Linked DNA regions of Mus musculus: all the other regions are linked to region 3. The links are chromatin contacts, called in public Hi-C and promoter capture Hi-C maps. All regions are on one chromosome and are shown on one strand. The core of a region is the stretch at or near the end of the contact, and the rest is flanking DNA. Distances in the headings are between cores, read along the strand shown.

Region 1 (2,700 bases), core at 103-2,602, 6.0 Mb before region 3:
CTCTCTGTCTCTTTCTTTTTGCTGCAAAACTGGGTTTCTCTGTGCAGCCTTGGGTTTCCTTAAACTCATTCTGTAGACCAGGCTGGCAAAGAACTCCACCTGCCTCTGCCTCTGGAGTGTTGGGAATATAGGTGTGTACCACCACCAAATGCTGTCTAACTGTGAAAACCCTGTAGCCTGATTCCCTCAAACAGCATACTGTGATTTTCCAGGCTCTAATTTGCAACATTAAGAACTCAGAAGAAGACAAAAAAAAATTTTTTTTGTCTGACTTGCCTGCCTTCCTTACTTTTTTTCTCTCCTTCCCTCCCTCTTATCCATCCTTCCTTCTTCCTTCCCCTTGTTTGTCTTGTTGTTGTATTTATATTTAAGTTTTTGGAGACAGGGTCTCACAATGTAGCTGTGGTAGTCCTGGAACTCACGATGTAGATCAGGTTGGCCTACAAACTCAGTGAGATCCATCTGTCTTTGTCTCCTGACTGCTGAGATAAAAGATGAGTGTCACCAAGCCTGGCGGCACCCTTTTCACAACGCTATATTTACATCACAGAGTGAATACACAGAGTTTTAGATGAAAAATTAATGGTGGATAAAACGTTGACTTTTAAAAGTTAATGTTTACATCCATACCTGTGGAACTCACAACAAATTGTACTCTTAATTAAATTTGCAGGTGTTCCTTTCATGACTAATATCTAGAAGCTTTCATGGAATCATAGTCCCTAGGTCCATATGCCACTCTCTTGAATAAGGAAGTGGTAGCACACGGAAGTTAGTATGGATAATCGAAAATCTCAAGAGCTTTGTCCTTTCCACCATAGCAAAGAGAACCGCGTTTGCAAATATCAACCGATAAATTTAAATGTTCTACTAGGTTATTCGTAGGAGAATATGTGGAGGGTAGAAGATCAATTAAAAATAGCACTATTCAGTCAATATTATTGAAAAATGTATCGACGAGGGTAAGACATCCAACAGCACAGTTTTGAGAGCTGTCATCTTTATGAGTTGCGGAGACATTGATCATGCTCTGCTCCACTCCCGCCCGTTCTGCAGCCCCGCAGCTCCTCTGACCTGGAAGGTTCCAGGGCCGCCAGGCTGCTGTTCCCGCCGCGGCGCTGCTGACTCTCCCAGGACGCCCCGCCTGGCACCTGTAGCTTTGGGGGTTCACGGGTCCCGCGAGACCCCGGCCGTGTGCTCTGCAGGCAAGTCTGCACCACGCGACTCCACACAGTGCAGACCCTAGGCCGGAAACGCGTTCTTAACACTTTAGGCTCTGACTATTTAGCCTCAATTCCTTAGGCTCACACACATTGCATCTCAGTATCCCTGCTGGTCACTCCTCTAAACTCGCCCACTCCACACCCTTCCTCTACACCCAGCCAATGTGTAACATCCTCCCATCCTCTGCTTCCGGGTGAGTGGCTCCGCCCCACGGAAATCAGTCCCTCCCACTCGGTCTCAGGCTTCCTCCCACAGATCCAGCTGTAAGGCTGACCTGGCCTTGATCTGCACGGTCTTCCCACCTGCTTGTTGCGAGCCTGGACCAGAACTGGATCTGATATGACGCAGCATCCCGGTATCTGACCCCCATAGTGAGTTCTGAACCCGTCAGATACAAAATAGGCATCCTAACACCCCCATTGGACTATGAGCCTCTGGGCCATATAATATATACCAAAGAGCAAAACAGGCTAAATTCAGATGCCAGAATGCCATCTATTAAAATGCAAACGTGAGAACTCAAAACCATATACTGCAATTTTGATTTGGGGAGAGACTTTTCAGGAACGTGGAACATAGTCTTCGTTTTAAAATAAAGAAAAATCCTACCTGATAAACAGCTTAAAGGAAGAAGCCATTGAAAAGTCCTACCCGCCTATGATGTCTATGAACCACATCAGTGGTCCCCAGTTACCTTTGCATAATTTTAGTTTAATATAAATTGCGGTGTTTTAAGATTTAAACTTCATTAAAAGCTTTTGCAAGTTTCTTAACTTTATGTTTCCATTACTTACACAGTTGTGATTTGTAAGTAGACCTCTGGGGAGTTAACATTTTCTTATACTATAATTGCATGGATTTTCAGAAAAACCAAGATGAAACAAATAATTGAGAAATCAGTAATCAGCTTTAGGGTGCAACTCAGAGTACATGTTTCTGTTTTTAAATATTTTTTCTCAGAAATTGATGAAGAAGAATTTAATGCACTCAGATTCACAATACTTGGGTAAACTAATGTACCATAATGAAGATTACTGTTTTGATGACCCAGACTTTGTAATATTAAAGGCTCCATTTAAAACATCAAAGGCCTTTTCTTTCTTTCCGGGGGGTGGGGGGAAAAAGAGAGAGAGAGAGAGAGAGAGAGAGAGAGATAGAATCACTAGATTCTTCAAAAGTTATTGATGTAAAGCAAATATTCTGCCAGATGTCAGAGTTTCTAGATGATTTGAGGCAGGTCTGCAGTGGACAGCTATTGCTTATTTCTTTCCTCCATTGTCTGAGTTCCACACACTGTTGTGTTTCTTAACTTTCCTTTTACAGTTATTCTCAAGTCAACTCTCTACAATGACTCCTGAGATCATTTACCAGAAGGGTATCAGTGTATCCTCCACTGAGAAGAAAATGAAGGATGTAATATGAATGAATACCTACATATAAGGAAGGCAATTACAGAACAATGCTACTTCATGGACT
Region 2 (2,700 bases), core at 155-2,654, 8.2 Mb before region 3:
GTCTAGATTTTAGTTTAGTTTTGTTTTTTATATCTTAGCTGAGAAAGGGTCTTATGTAGCCCAGGCTGGCTGGCCATAAATTCCCTGCATAGCTGATGCTGGCTGTGAACTCCTGAACCTTCTGTGTCCACTCCCTGAATTCGGGGACTGCAGGGTTTACCACCAGAGGGGTAAGGCAGGGCTTCGGCTTTTTGCACGCCAGGCAAGCGGTCTAGGAGCTGAGTCACATCCTTAGGTACATTTTATCAGAACAAAGACAATGACATGTCGGGAGTATAATTTTGGATTGGTCGGGCTCTCGATACAAGTTTCAGGCCCACCCTTATCCCGTGAGCACTCAGAGGAGACCTGAAGCTTCCTCCTGCCACCCAAGCAAGGTTCAAATGGAAACCCCCAGCTCTGTTTCAGGTGGGTATAATTCCTTGAAATCTCGCCCTCCCTATGTTCCAAGGTCTGCTCCTCCCAATCCCTGGAAGTTGCTGGAAGCCCTGCCAGTCCGGGTCCAGCCCACCCTATAGGGTGAGAGAGATAAGGAAAAACAAGCCCTTTTGCCACAAAACAGATTTTCCTAGGCTACCAGCTCTTTCTTGACCCACCTCCACCTCTAAGGGTCAAGGTGCGGGCCTCGAGGCTGGGAGCATCCTTTTGAGTTTTAGACCAAAGGCCGTGCTACCTTTCTTTCCCCTCTCCACACAGCTTTAAGGAGCTAAAATTCAAGATCCCAGTGCCTTTTGTGACAGGCACCTGTGTCCTTCATTTTGCTCTTCATGATGTTGATACGAAGGGAATCAGTTCTGCTTGGCGCCCTGCTGTGGCTCTTCATAACCCTCGGTTCTACAAGTCCACCTTGCCCCTAAGAATGGCATAGGCCCCTTTCGACTCCTCTCACTTGCAGGCTCACGCTGGGGACCATTCTCTCCCTCTCATCTCTGTCCCTCTCTACTTACCGAGTGCTCGGTCAGCTTTGTCTGCGGACGTCCAGTCCGGTTCGGCCACCCCTGATATCCGAGCCTAGGAGTGCGAGACCAGGAGGGGCTTAATGGCGGCGCCCGCAGCTGGGTCCGCGCCTGCAGGTGAGGGGGAAGGGAGTCCCGCCCCAAAGTGGCCAAGCAGGTGGAGGAGGGGCGTCACAGGTTTCGGTGCCTTTGTCCCAGGGGAGGGGGAGGGGTGTTTAACTTTTCTGGGGCCGAGGGGACCCGAGCGCTTCTCCCGACGCAACCCTCTCCTGCCTAGGTGGCCACCGCAGGTGGCCGCCACCAGGATCAAAGCTCCAGCATTTAACTCACGCCCGCACGCACTCTGCCACATCCCCTGCCTGCGTATTTTCACACCCGCAATTTACACACATACCCCAGGCTCACCTGCAAAAGAGACTGCTAAGATTTCCAGGTCGAAAGTAGGAATGAGGGCGGAGGCAAGGGGTCTTAAAGTCTCAATGACGTCACTGGACCACCTCTCTTTGGGAGGAGCAGAGACCCCTGCGGCGATAGCCACCTGCGTGCGTTTCCCAAAGTTCCCTTAGTTGGTGGCCACTCCAAGGGCGGAACCTGCTGAGTTCAGTAACCTGGGCTATGACTTGAGACTTTACTCAACTTTCCCCAGTCCCAGTTTCTCGCTTTGCGAATGAAGACAGGTCTGTATGTTACCTAAGGATACATTACTTTTGTGACTCTTTTTTGTGACTCTTTGGGGGGCAGGGACGGCGGGGGGACGACGACGACGACGACGACACCCTGTCACACTGCATACCTATGATCAGAGTTTGTTCTCTTCTTCTACTCTGTGGGCCCCAGGGATCGAACTCAGATTGCCAGGCTTGGCAGCAGGCAATCTTACCCACTGAATCATCTCGTGCTCTTCCCGAGGCCCTTAAGAAAGCAATATATAGCCGGGCAATGGTGGCTCACGCCTTTAATCCCAGCAGTTGGGAGGCAGAGGCAGGCGGATTTCTGAGTTAGAGGCTAGCCTGGTCTTCAGAGAGAGTTCCAGGACAGCCAGGGCTATACAGAGAGACTCGTTTTGGAGAAAAAAAAAGAAAGAAAGAAAGAAAGAAAGAAAGAAAGAAAAGAAAGAAAGCAACAGAAAGCAACATATATGGCCAGGCGTGGTGACACATGCCTTTAATACCAGGGCTGGGAAGGGAGAGGCAAGCGGATCTCTGTGAGTTTGAGGCCAGCCTGGTCTACAACGTGAGTTCCAGGACAGTCAGGGCACAGTGAAACCTTGTCACAAAACAAAACACAGAGCCAGGCGTGGTGGCGAATGCCTTTAATCCCAGCACTCGGAGGCAGAGGCAGGTGGATTTCTGAGTTCGAGGCCAGCCTGGTCTACAAAGTGAGTTTCAGGACAGTCAGGGCTATACAGAGAAACCCAGTCTCGAAAAACCAAAACCAAAACCAAACCAAACAAACAAAACAAAACACCAAGACAAAAAAACAAAACAAAAACCCAACCAACCAACCAACCAACCAACCAAAAAAAGCAGCACGTGGGTCTGGAAAGATGGCTCATGGGTTAGCCTTTCTGCTCTTCCAGGTGCTCTTTTTTTTTTTTTTTTTTTTTTTGCTCCCAGCTTATAACCACTTGAAATTCGATTGCCAGGAGATCCGTTGCCCTTCTCTGGACTCCAGAGACACTCAAACATATGTGTCACACACACACAAATAAAAGGTATCTTTCAAAAAAGAAAGTAGCATTTCT
Region 3 (2,700 bases), core at 139-2,638:
TTGTGAGAAAGAGTTTCTCTGTGTAGCCCCGACTTTCTTGGGACTCACTCTGTAGAACTGGCTGGCTTCGAACTCCAGAGATTGCTTGGCAAGCTTACTGGCTCCTCCCCTTTGAGATTTGTGAGGTGGCTAAGGAAAATGTCAAGCAAACGCTCCTCATCATGTTCTCAGTAGATGTTAACTTACGTTCAAGGAAGAACAACAAAACAAGCGACTTTGTAGTCACAGATTCATTTCTATTTTTAGCTCGGTCACTACCAGCTCTCTTCCTTGCTGCCACAAGAAAACGTCAGCTGTTTCTTAGGCTGCTTCATAATGCTTGATTGATTCCAACATATCTTAATTTTTTTTTCCTTCTGAAGTTCATCTAAGGCATATACATGTGTTGTTCTGCGTACTTCCTTTCCCTTGTATTTTGCATTATCAACGAGGTAATGAGCTCCTTTAGGTTAAGGTTAGCGCTCTCTCTCTCTCTCTTTCTCTCTGTGTGTGTGTCTGTGTGTGTGATGGACAGTATCTGTGTGTTATGTGTGTAGGTGTTGTATAGGTTGTCTATTTACACAGACTCTAATAAGTACAATAGTACTGTGTATCTATTTTCCCCTAAAGGAAACATTTTCTCTTGAAAGTACAGGAAACCTCAGAAGACTGGGGAATTGAGAAAACTTAACAAAGGCTTGTCAAGAGGCAATATAAGGGAAGCGGGTTTTATGTTGTCTTACTGTTTGAGGAGATACAACCCAGGGGGAAGCATGCCAACTGGATTGCATCCACAGACCAGAAACATAAATAGATAAATGTTAGTTCGCTTCTTCTTTATTTAGTCGGGAAATCCAGGCAATGAGGTGGCGCCGCTTATATTTTAGTTGGGTCTTCGCTCCTCAATTAAACCTTGAAACACCCGCATAGACGCATCCATGGGTTTTACCTACATGATGCTAAGTTCTGTGAAATTAACAATATTAACCATCATATTCTGGCTAAAGAAATCTGGTATTGCTTCCTGGGTCTCGTGGCTGCGTACACCACACAGTTGACATGCGTCCTGATTGGCCTTGAATGCAGCATGAACTACTAACCCGTCTCAAACGCTGTGCCACTTCGCCAATGTGACATCCGAGTTGTCGTTGCTCTGTAATTGGGTTAATTTTTTTGGTATGGTCAGACTTTTAATTTTCTATCCGCCATGAGTAAATCCAAACGTTTTCTTAGGGTTATAAAACAGGTTTCTCTGTTGGCAGGATTGGCGGATCCAGGTTGTGCGCTAGCCGGACGCAGGCGTAGACCTCCAAGAGCAACGACGAGTGCAGGCTAGAGGAGCCTAGGGGGGCGGGGCGAGGGAGGCGGAAGTGGACCGGTCCCGGCGGCCATTTTGCCGTGAGACAGCAGGAGTTAGGCGCGATGCTTTCCACTGCTGCTTACCGAGACGTGGAACGAGAGCTGGGAATGGGGCCTCACGGCTCCGCCGGCCCTGTGCAGCTGCGGTTTTCGCCTTATGCCTTCAACGGAGGGTAAAAGCCTGGGCCTGCTGCCCTCACCTGGGTCGAGCCTGGGGTCGCGACGGGCGGGTGTGGGAATGGCAGGGATGTAGCCTGCAGCCCAGCACTCAGTTGTGCATGGACGCCCTCGGTGCCGTTTGCTCCAGCAACCGGGCTCCCACCTCAATCTTCCGCCCTATGGCCTGTTGTTTGGTAGGGCTTGAACACGTTTCTAAAGCCAACGGGCGAACATGAAGTTATGATTTGTCTTGGTTGTTAGACGAGTAGCTGTTTCTGTCGCTGGGCCGCCTGATCACTTGTTGTTTTAAGAGGAAACTAACATGATTAACCAGACTTAATTTCAGGGATGAAAGTGAAGGTTGTTTTGTTCTGCTCTTGAGACGTAGCCTGCTGGGCAAGGTCTACTGAGCTGCATCCACAGCCTTAGGCAGTCGGACCCTTGTGTGTGTTTATTTTTACTCTCAAATTACTTTAGCATTTTAATTATCCGCTTTATTCGAAGATATTTTTCCTTTGTATTTAGGACCGTTGACAATACAGGGGTATTCTTCATCAAATTAGAAGTTGAAACAGCTAATTATCCAAAAAAGGGGGGCGGGGGGGGGGCTTGTTTAAGAAAAGCAAAACCAGCCAGGCGGTGGTGGAGCACGCCTTTACTGCTAGCAAAGGCAAGTGGGTCTCTTAAGTTCGTGGCCAGTCTGGTCTACAGAGCAAGTTCCAGGACAGCCTGGGCTACACGGAGAATCTTTGTCTCAAGAAAGAAAAGCAAAAACGTTAAATATGGCTTTATGAATGTTGAGCGTTGATCATACAGATAGTGAAAGGTTGATTTTAGTCTTGGTTGTACCTTTTGAAGAGCAATTGTGAATGTACTATGTGGGCTCCTTTCAGTTACTTATAGATTGGGGAAGACTCAAGGTAGGTTTTTTTGTTTGTTTGTTTGTTTGTTTTAATTTCAAGCAGTTAAGTGAATAATTTCATAGTTTTACTTCTTGACTCTTGGCATCTAAACAGCCCAGGCTATAGAGCTGGTGTGAATTAGAACCGGATTTAAATTCATAGCGTTCTCAGCCGAGTCCAGTTTCAGTTTGCTTTTCCAGTATGCTGCTTAATGCTGCACGTGAACACTAAGTACTTACTTTGTAAGATGTGTTAATTTCAAGGTGTTCCGAATGCAGTACTCATGAGTCACTTTTTTTAA

Evidence for each region. Promoter capture Hi-C pulls out the DNA fragments that hold promoters and counts their contacts. Hi-C and Micro-C count contacts between places; a contact is called where the count stands out from the background.
Region 1: a contact with region 3 is called in a promoter capture Hi-C map of pre-B cells, with 5 times the contacts expected there. The contact joins the promoter of Zfp53 here to the promoter of Psmb1 in region 3. A contact is called at or near these places in 3 of 39 promoter capture datasets (cranial neural crest, liver and pre-B cells).
Region 2: a contact with region 3 is called in a Hi-C map of B cells, with 5 read pairs. The contact joins the promoter of Cldn6 here to the promoter of Psmb1 in region 3. A contact is called at or near these places in 1 of 39 promoter capture datasets (cranial neural crest), 1 of 484 Hi-C or Micro-C datasets (B cells) and 1 of 9 other capture datasets (pancreatic islet).

The regions. Positions count from the first base shown.
Region 1 is chr17:21,487,640-21,490,339 of GRCm38.p6, reverse strand. Zfp53 (zinc finger protein 53) reads right to left here and starts at 1,352. Exons shown (of 5, transcript NM_013843.3): 1 at 1,075-1,352.
Region 2 is chr17:23,678,069-23,680,768 of GRCm38.p6, reverse strand. Cldn6 (claudin 6) reads right to left here and starts at 1,404. Exons shown (of 3, transcript NM_018777.4): 1 at 1,362-1,404; 2 at 948-1,011.
Region 3 is chr17:15,496,964-15,499,663 of GRCm38.p6, reverse strand. Psmb1 (proteasome (prosome, macropain) subunit, beta type 1) reads left to right here and starts at 1,388. Exons shown (of 6, transcript NM_011185.3): 1 at 1,388-1,511. The coding sequence starts at 1,402.